Linked DNA regions of Mus musculus: region 1 is linked to region 2. The links are chromatin contacts, called in public promoter capture Hi-C maps. All regions are on one chromosome and are shown on one strand. The core of a region is the stretch at or near the end of the contact, and the rest is flanking DNA. Distances in the headings are between cores, read along the strand shown. Region 1 overlaps Tcf7l1 (transcription factor 7 like 1 (T cell specific, HMG box)). Region 2 holds the start of Capg (capping protein (actin filament), gelsolin-like).

What was found. Promoter capture Hi-C pulls out the DNA fragments that hold promoters and counts their contacts.
Region 1: a contact with region 2 is called in a promoter capture Hi-C map of stem cell-derived epiblast-like cells, with 2.4 times the contacts expected there. The contact joins the enhancer-like site here to the promoter of Capg in region 2. A contact is called at or near these places in 3 of 39 promoter capture datasets (embryonic stem cells, liver and stem cell-derived epiblast-like cells), 2 of 115 datasets of contacts at active chromatin or transcription factors (both in embryonic stem cells) and 2 of 9 other capture datasets (adipose tissue and embryonic stem cells).

What each region holds. Positions count from the first base shown.
Region 1 is chr6:72,757,015-72,760,855 of GRCm38.p6, forward strand. All of the region lies in intron 3 of Tcf7l1 (transcription factor 7 like 1 (T cell specific, HMG box)), which reads right to left. Among named protein-coding and RNA genes, the nearest start is that of Gm31249, 19 kb to the left of the region's middle. Within about 2 kb of position 1,522, at least 16 of the 459 cell types and tissues checked have an H3K27ac peak or open chromatin away from gene starts, as enhancers often do. A contact at or near this core is called in stem cell-derived epiblast-like cells, where this site is marked.
Region 2 is chr6:72,547,903-72,551,698 of GRCm38.p6, forward strand. It overlaps Capg (capping protein (actin filament), gelsolin-like), which reads left to right and starts at 1,371. Exons shown (of 10, transcript NM_001042534.3): 1 at 1,371-1,599.

The DNA.
Region 1 (3,841 bases), core at 272-2,771, 210 kb after region 2:
TGGCTTTCAGGCGATCCTCCCTCTCTGGGCCTCCCATCTTACCTAGGGGTGTTGGAATTAAAGTTATACACTCCTGCATCTAGCTGCCTTCTTTCAGGGTCTCCAGAGATCAAACTCAGGGCACTGGATATGCAGTTGAGCCATCTCACCGGCCCTTAGCACATTTGTAGTTAACAACACATTGTTAATTATCAGTACAATATTGTACACCAGATGTCCACACCTTATCCTGTGTGACTGTAACTTACAATCCATTGACTAACATCTCCCCACAGCTTCCGCTCCTTACTCTCTGGCAACAATCATCTGCCTACATCTCGCTTCAAATTTCCTGATTTAGTGTCCTCATACAAGTAGAATCACACAGTATTGTTTGTATGAGGCTAGTTTGCTTGTAATGTTTCAGGGTCTGATCGAGAGGTTGAATCGTAAGAGCTCTGTTGTGAGCGGCTGATGATGATAGTTCACTGTGAGTACACATGGGCCTGCTCCTCCAGAGACAGACACCTACATCATTTCCACAGCTTGGCCATTGTGAATAAGGCTGCAGTGCACATGAGAACATATATCTTCCTGGGATTCAGATTTGAATATTCTTTGGGACAGATACCCCGTGGTGGGACTGTTGGATAATGTGGTAGACTTAATGCATGCATTGTGTTTGTGTCTATGTAAGCTTATGTGCATCACATGCATTCAGATGCACACAAAGGTCAAAGGTCTGCTGGAACTGCAGTTACAGGAGGTTGTGGGCTGACCAGTGGGTGCTGGGAACGGAATTCCATGCAAGAGCAGCGGGTGTCAACGACCATCTCTGACCTCCTGACTGTTTTGTCTTTCCTTTTCCATGTGTCTATCTTGTGTATAAGGGAGGGGGATGATGTGGAGGGCAGAATGAGGGAGGGGGGATGATGTGGAGGGCAGAATGAGGGAGGGGGATGATGTGGAGGGCAGAATGAGGGAGGGGGGATGATGTGGAGGGCAGAATGAGGGAGGGGGATGATGTGGAGGGCAGAATGAGGGAGGGGGATGATGTGGAGGGCAGAATGAGGGAGGGGGATGATGTGGAGGGCAGAATGAGGGGGGATGATGTGGAGGGCAGAATGAGGGAGGGGGATGATGTGGAGGGCAGAATGAGGGAAGGGGATGATGTGGAGGGCAGAATGAGGGAGGGGGATGATGTGGAGGGCAGAATGAGGGAGGGGGATGATGTGGAGGGCAGAATGAGGGAGGAGGATGATGTGGAGGGCAGAATGAGGGAGGGGGATGATGTGGAGGGCAGGGAACCGCTGACAGGATACACATTGATGACAGTCGAGAGGAAACATGCGGCTGGAGCAGGAAGCAGAGAGAGTAGATCTTTTTATTGTGAGCACAAGGCTGAAAACCACTAGGGATGGCAGGAAGTACGCCACCCCAAGTGACAGACTTCCTCCAGGAAAGCCACAGTTCCCAAACCAACCCAAACAGCGCCACCAACTGAGAACCAAACATTCCTGAGATTGGAGGGAGGGAGGGGTATAGTCCATTCAAACCACCAGGTCTAGCTCCCGGGCCACTTAAGTCTCTTGACTATATTATAATGCAAATGGCTCTGCTCCGCCTTTAATCTTTCTGGCCATTTAAAAATCCAAAATCTCTTCTGCAGTTCAAGGCACTGGTTTAACTGGAATCCCCTGGAAACTCAAAAAAGCAAATTACATATTTCCGATGTACAGTGGGACTGAATTTACAATACCATCCCAGAGGGGAGGAACTGGGGGCAGAATGAGGAAATACTGAGTCAAAGCAAGACCAAAACCCAACAAGGCAAACATGAAATTCTCTAGCTCTGTGCCCAGTGTCACTCAGCCTGACTGGCTCTATCCTCCGAGCAGTGCACACATCTCTCTTTGGTTGGTTTCACTCCCCACGTGCAGCTCTCTCCTTCACAGACATCCCACAGCTGTAAGATCTCCAACACAACCCAGGATTCACTTCCACAGCTTTGGGGACTCTATCAGTCTCTCAAGGACTCTTACCCTCTCACAGCCTTTGGACAGGGAGGACCCTGCCATACCCAGCCTGGGCATGGTGGCTTTTTGAAACCATGCAGGGCATTTCCATTATCCCTTAACTCCTACATCCATCTTGAATCTAGAGCCAAGTGTCACCGCCAAGTTCAGCTCCCAGTTTGAAATGGCCCCTGGTCCCTTGAACCACATTGGCAATGGCTTGCGTGCAATCGCTTTTCAGGAGCAGAAAAGAAAATGCCTTAAGCCCTTTCGTAAGCTGGAAGCTTAGCTGGGCAGGGTCTTGCCCTTCCCATCACTCCAGCATTTGCCTCCTTGTCTCTTAGGACAAGCTTTGGCTGTGATATTAACTCGGTGGTGTCCTTGTTCTCTCCAAATTTTGTATTTCTTTCTGCCCCTTTTTTCCATTGTAGACCTGGGGAAAAGTGGTTGCTGATAACCACATGACAGAGTCAACATGAGGCTGCCTTGAGATCTCCTCAGTCAAAGAGATTAGTTGATCACTTTTAAATTTAGCCTCAAACAAGTACTTAGGCCAAGGGCAGAAGGCAGCCAATTTGATAAGATATCACAAACAAGCATGGTTTCTAGCTCAGTTACTAATACTGTTCCCTCAGAAACTTCTTGTGCTGGGCCTCTATAGTCCACACTGTTCTCAGCACTACTTACTGCCTTCGAGGCTTCTAATAGGCCCATTAAGCTCCTGCTTACAGCTTTCCTAGTTCAAAATCTTAAAGTTTTCCACATTTTACCAAAAAACAGCATGGCCGGGCAGTCCCAGCAATATCCCACCTTCTACATCTGTTATTTTCTATTACTATGATAAAAGACCATAACTATGATATCATTTAGAAGAAGGGATTTATTTGGGCTTATGGTTCCAAAGAAATAAAAGACCATGACAACAGAGAGGAGGCTTGGCAGCTGGAACAGGAAGTGGGAGCTGACATCTTTTATGTATAAGCCGAGAGCACACTAGGATTGGTGGGAGCCTTTGGAACCTCAAGTCCTGTCCCCAGTGAAAACACTTCCTGCTTCAAGCATACCTCCTAAACCTGCCCAAACAGCGCCACCGACTGAGGACTGGATATTCAAAAGCCCTAGGGTTATAGGAAGGCACCTCATACAAACCACAATTCCCTAACAAGTTGGCTTTGAGAAGCCATGCCCTACTGCGGAGCCTCAGTACACCCAAGTTTTGTGCATGGCCAGGATGGAGCAGAATCCCTGGGTAACCACCAGGCCTATCAGCCTATCACCTTTCTACAACCCTCACACCGGCCCACACCCTGCAGGGGCACATCTCTATGCCCACCCCTACCCCCACCGCAACCTCCTATCTCTGTGGACCCCCTCCCTAAATCCCAAAGTGCTTTGCATGTGTGTGAGGTCACAGTGGCCCCCAAGATAGCTCCAGGTCCAGACTGTAGATTTCTTAGCCCAGCCCGGCCGCCAGTTACTGTCTCCAGCCCGAGGCCTCAAGGGCAGATGACTCAGGAGGCAGATGTTCTGAGCGCCACTGAACCTGGAGGCCATAGGGTAGTTTAATGGGTATGAAAAGAATTCGCTATACTGTTTGCCTCACAAAGAAGTGGGTTTTTTTTTTAAAGATTCATTTTGTCTTCCATTATGCGTATATGTGTATGCAAGTGTGAAGGCCGGCGTATGAGAGTTCAGAAAAGGAAGTCAGAACCCCTGGTGTGGAAGTTACCCAGTGTGTGTGCTGGGAACCAAACTTGGGCTTTCTTCAAGAGCAGTACACACCATTAACCTTCAGCCCCACAAACTGGTTCTAAAACAGCTTGTTTCATTGACTGATTATGATTGTG
Region 2 (3,796 bases), core at 121-2,620:
GTGGACTTATGGATCTGACTGTTGACTAACATTCTTCCAGGATGGGCCTGTCAGGGTCCCTGGACATTGAGTCACCCAACTGTAGCTGCTCCTTAGGTGCAAATATTCCTGAACCTCTCAACCTGTGAGTCATGAATCATTTGGCAAAGTTTTATCTCTAAAGTATTTACATTACGAGTTATAACAGTAGCAAATGACAGTTATGAAGTAGAAGGAAGATAATGTTATGGTTGGGGGGGTCACCACAACATGAGGAACTGTATTGCGGGGTCACACATTAGGGAGGTTGAGAACTGCTGACCTAGGGATTAGGAGGGAATAAGAGCCTCCTTGACTGAGCGTCCTGTTTTCTATGTGACTTCGGGCTGTGCCCCAGGGTAAGGCTTTCCTGGGGCCAGCAAGTTAGATCAGACTGATTCTATATTATGGTCCTGTGACTGTGCGAAGGGAGCGGCTGTTGCTTTGGGTTGAGCTTGAAACCATATGCCCTCTGTCCTGGAACTCAAGAGATCCACCTGCCTCTGCCTCCCGAGTGCTGGGATTAAAGGCAAGAGCCACCATGCCTAGCTAAGGGGCATAGAGAGACTTCATGTTTCAAGACACCTTGTGTGGTGCCTCATTACATGTAAATCACTAGTGTTCAGGAAGCAGAGGCAGGATTCTCATAGCATTGAAGCCAATCTGGGCTACAGATTTAGTTTCATAGCAGCCTGGGTGCCAAAGTGAGACGCTGTCTCAGTAAAACAACCAAACAACAGTTGGTCACGATGGTGCACTTTTGTGATCCCAGCATCCGGGAATCAGAAGGGTCAAGTGTTCAAGACCAGTTTGAGCTGCCTTTAGAGGCTAGCCTGACTACATGAGAGCTTGTCTCGAAAACAAAACACCAAAATGAACACACATACACACACACACACACACACACACAGAGAGAGAATGTGTCAGGGCCTCAAACACTCTCTTGGAACTTTGCTTCAAAAACAGACTGGTTTACAGAGAGATTTCCAGGACAGCCAAGGCTACACAGAGAAACCCCGTCTTGAAAAACCAAAAGGAGAAAGAGGAGAAGGAAGGAGGAAGGAGAGGAAGAGGGAGGAGGGGAAGGGGAATGGAGGAGGAGGAAGAGGAGGAGGGAGAAGGAGTAGGTCATCATCACATGTACTCAGGGCAATGAGACAACTAGTCAGGGGGAGGAGGAAAAAGTAGTGTAGGGCCAGTGACCCAACCCAGGAAAAGTGACTAACCAGCCACAGCAGGGCCTGAGCAGACTCAGGCCTCTGCCGGGGCTAGTGAGTGGAATGGGACTTTCCTTGCTGGTCTGACTCTTTAAATTGTTCAGAATCTGCCTTGCCCGAGGCCGCTGTGATGAGACCTAGTCAGGCTTTAACCTCCCAGTGACCATGTCTGAGAAATAGCAGCCTTCCATCCGCATGGCCCAGCCTTGGAGCTGGCTTTCCTGAGCCCTTAGACTTCTGAGTACTGAGCCTCCCCATGGGTGGGGCAGGTGGGTGGGGCAGCCCAGTGGCGAAGAGGGAAGTTAGAAGCTAGCTATCGAGGGGCAAGCTGAGACGAGTTTGAGAAGAAAAGGCCCGTGGAGAGGTAAAACTGGGAAGGGCTCTGTAGAGAAGGGACTAGGACTCTCATGAGTGGGTAGGTGAGGGCTGGCTGCTAGGGTCCGGGAACAGGTGGGAACGGTGTCCCCAGGCGTAAGTCAGCTCAGGTCATTAGCTGTAGTTTTGCAGCTGCAGAGTCTTGAGTGGGTGTGGGTGGGATGTGTTCTAGCTGCTGGGGAGGAGCTGAAGGGTCTGGGCTCATCCTGGTCTGTAGGAGGTGGTGTCAGACCTGAGAGATCCCCAGAAGCCATCAACCTGTCGGGAGGTGAATTCAGATCTGGTGGTGTCTGTCCCCAAGATAGCACTATCCTGGGCCCAGACAACTGGAAGGAAGGGAACTGAGAAGGAACAAGGTAGGTTCAGCTACTTGAGGGACAGTCAGCCAGCCCCCAGTTAGAGGGTTGGCTGGGGACCAGTGTGGAGAGAGATGAAGGTAGAATCTGGGGGTGTGGGGAGCGGGATCTGCTTTGGCCTGTCCTGGGGGTTCAGAGCCACTGCTGTTCCCACTTCTAAGAGACATTGGCCACAGTCAGAAAGTCCTGGGCTTCTTGAATTGGCCCTCTATTTCCTCCCTAGGGCCGCTATTTCAGCTCACACTAACGGGGCGGATATGGTCTTTGAGGGGAAGTGACCTGTTGTGAGTCAGGGTCCAAGAGGGCAAAAATAGCCCCAGTTTTCCTCAGTACTGGGCCACTGATGCACATTGATAGGATCAAGCATTTTGTTGGAGGTAGGAGTGGACTCCACTTCTAAGCCCCCAGTGTGTCCTTAAAAGGTATTCTAGCCAGAGTTAGCCAGCAGGGCACACATCCTCCCCCCCACTGCTCACGACAGTCAGATGGGCCTCGTTGCCCTCTGGCTTTCTGCTTCAAGGCTGCTCCAGGCCTTGCCTGGATGTCGAGATCCTAAGCAATCCCGTTGGTTTTCATCTAGTCCAGTCATTGGATCTCAGCAAGTTAGGACAATCAGACACTTTTCCGGGCACAGTCAGGTGTGTCCAAAGGTCCATAGGCAAACTCAGCTTCCTGCTCCAAAGGTGCTTTCATGTCTCGGGGAGAAAGCCAGCCCCTAAAACTCATCACATTGTGGCACAATGGGGGAAAACGGAGTCCTCAGCAGAGGTGGCCAGCTGTGATGTAGCTCAGTGGTAGAGCATTTTCCAGCTGTGCCCTGTGGCCCTGGGTCTGGTTCCCGGCATGCTTCCCGTTCCCAGTGAAAGACACAGAGGCTGCCTGTGAGGTGGTGAGTTTCCCACCACCAGAAGCATTCAAGAGGAGGATGGCGAAGTGAGCCACAGAAGAGGGCTCGTTCGTGTGCGCTAAGGACTATCTAAGCACTAAAGCCTCTTCTAATGCCGGTCTGTGATTATGTGACGGTCTGATGGGGAGGAAGTTGGTCTGTGGTTTCTTTGGGTATGATGGCTCCCCACTTCCTGAACCTTCTAGGTAGGCCATAAGGCATGGACTACTCCTCATGCTGAGCCCCCCCCCCCCAACAGATCTTGAAGGAATGGAAGTGAATAATAGACTCTGTCATGAATGCTTGTGATAGGGTAGCAGGTGTGCCTTGCTGTTGTTAGCACAAGAAGGTGGCCAGATGTGCTCTAAACCTGCAAGCAGAGGATGATGTGACAATGGGGCTGGGAAAACTCCCACAGGAGCTAAGCCTACCGAGCGGTCGTTTATCCCACAGACAGCTAGGGTTGACGTGTGCCCACAGGGATGGAGGGGCTGTGACACGTACATTGTGGGAGCTTGAGGAGCGGTAGGAACAGGTCACAGGGCTGAAACGAGGAGACAGGAATGGAAGACCCTTCCCCAGGAAAGCCTGACCAGAGCAGGACCTCGAGCTGACGGGAGGGCAGCCGCAGCCCCTATCAGAACCTGGAGCTTCTCTCAGGCTCTGCTACCCAGCCTCTGTCTATGCAGCCTGGTTTTAGCTCAGCTCAGTGTCCCCCATGCACCCCACTCAATTCCTTGGGAGCTGGAATTGAACTTGGAACTCATGCATGCTAGGCAAGCATTGTGCCCCCGAGATCTGTCCCTCGCCCTCTTTCTACTTTTTGTCTTGAGATTGGCCACATTATATTGCACAGGCCTTGAACACACTCAGCATCTGAGGCTGGCCTTGAATGTCTGATAAGTATCTCAGGTTATCAATTAATGGGGATTATATATAGGTTT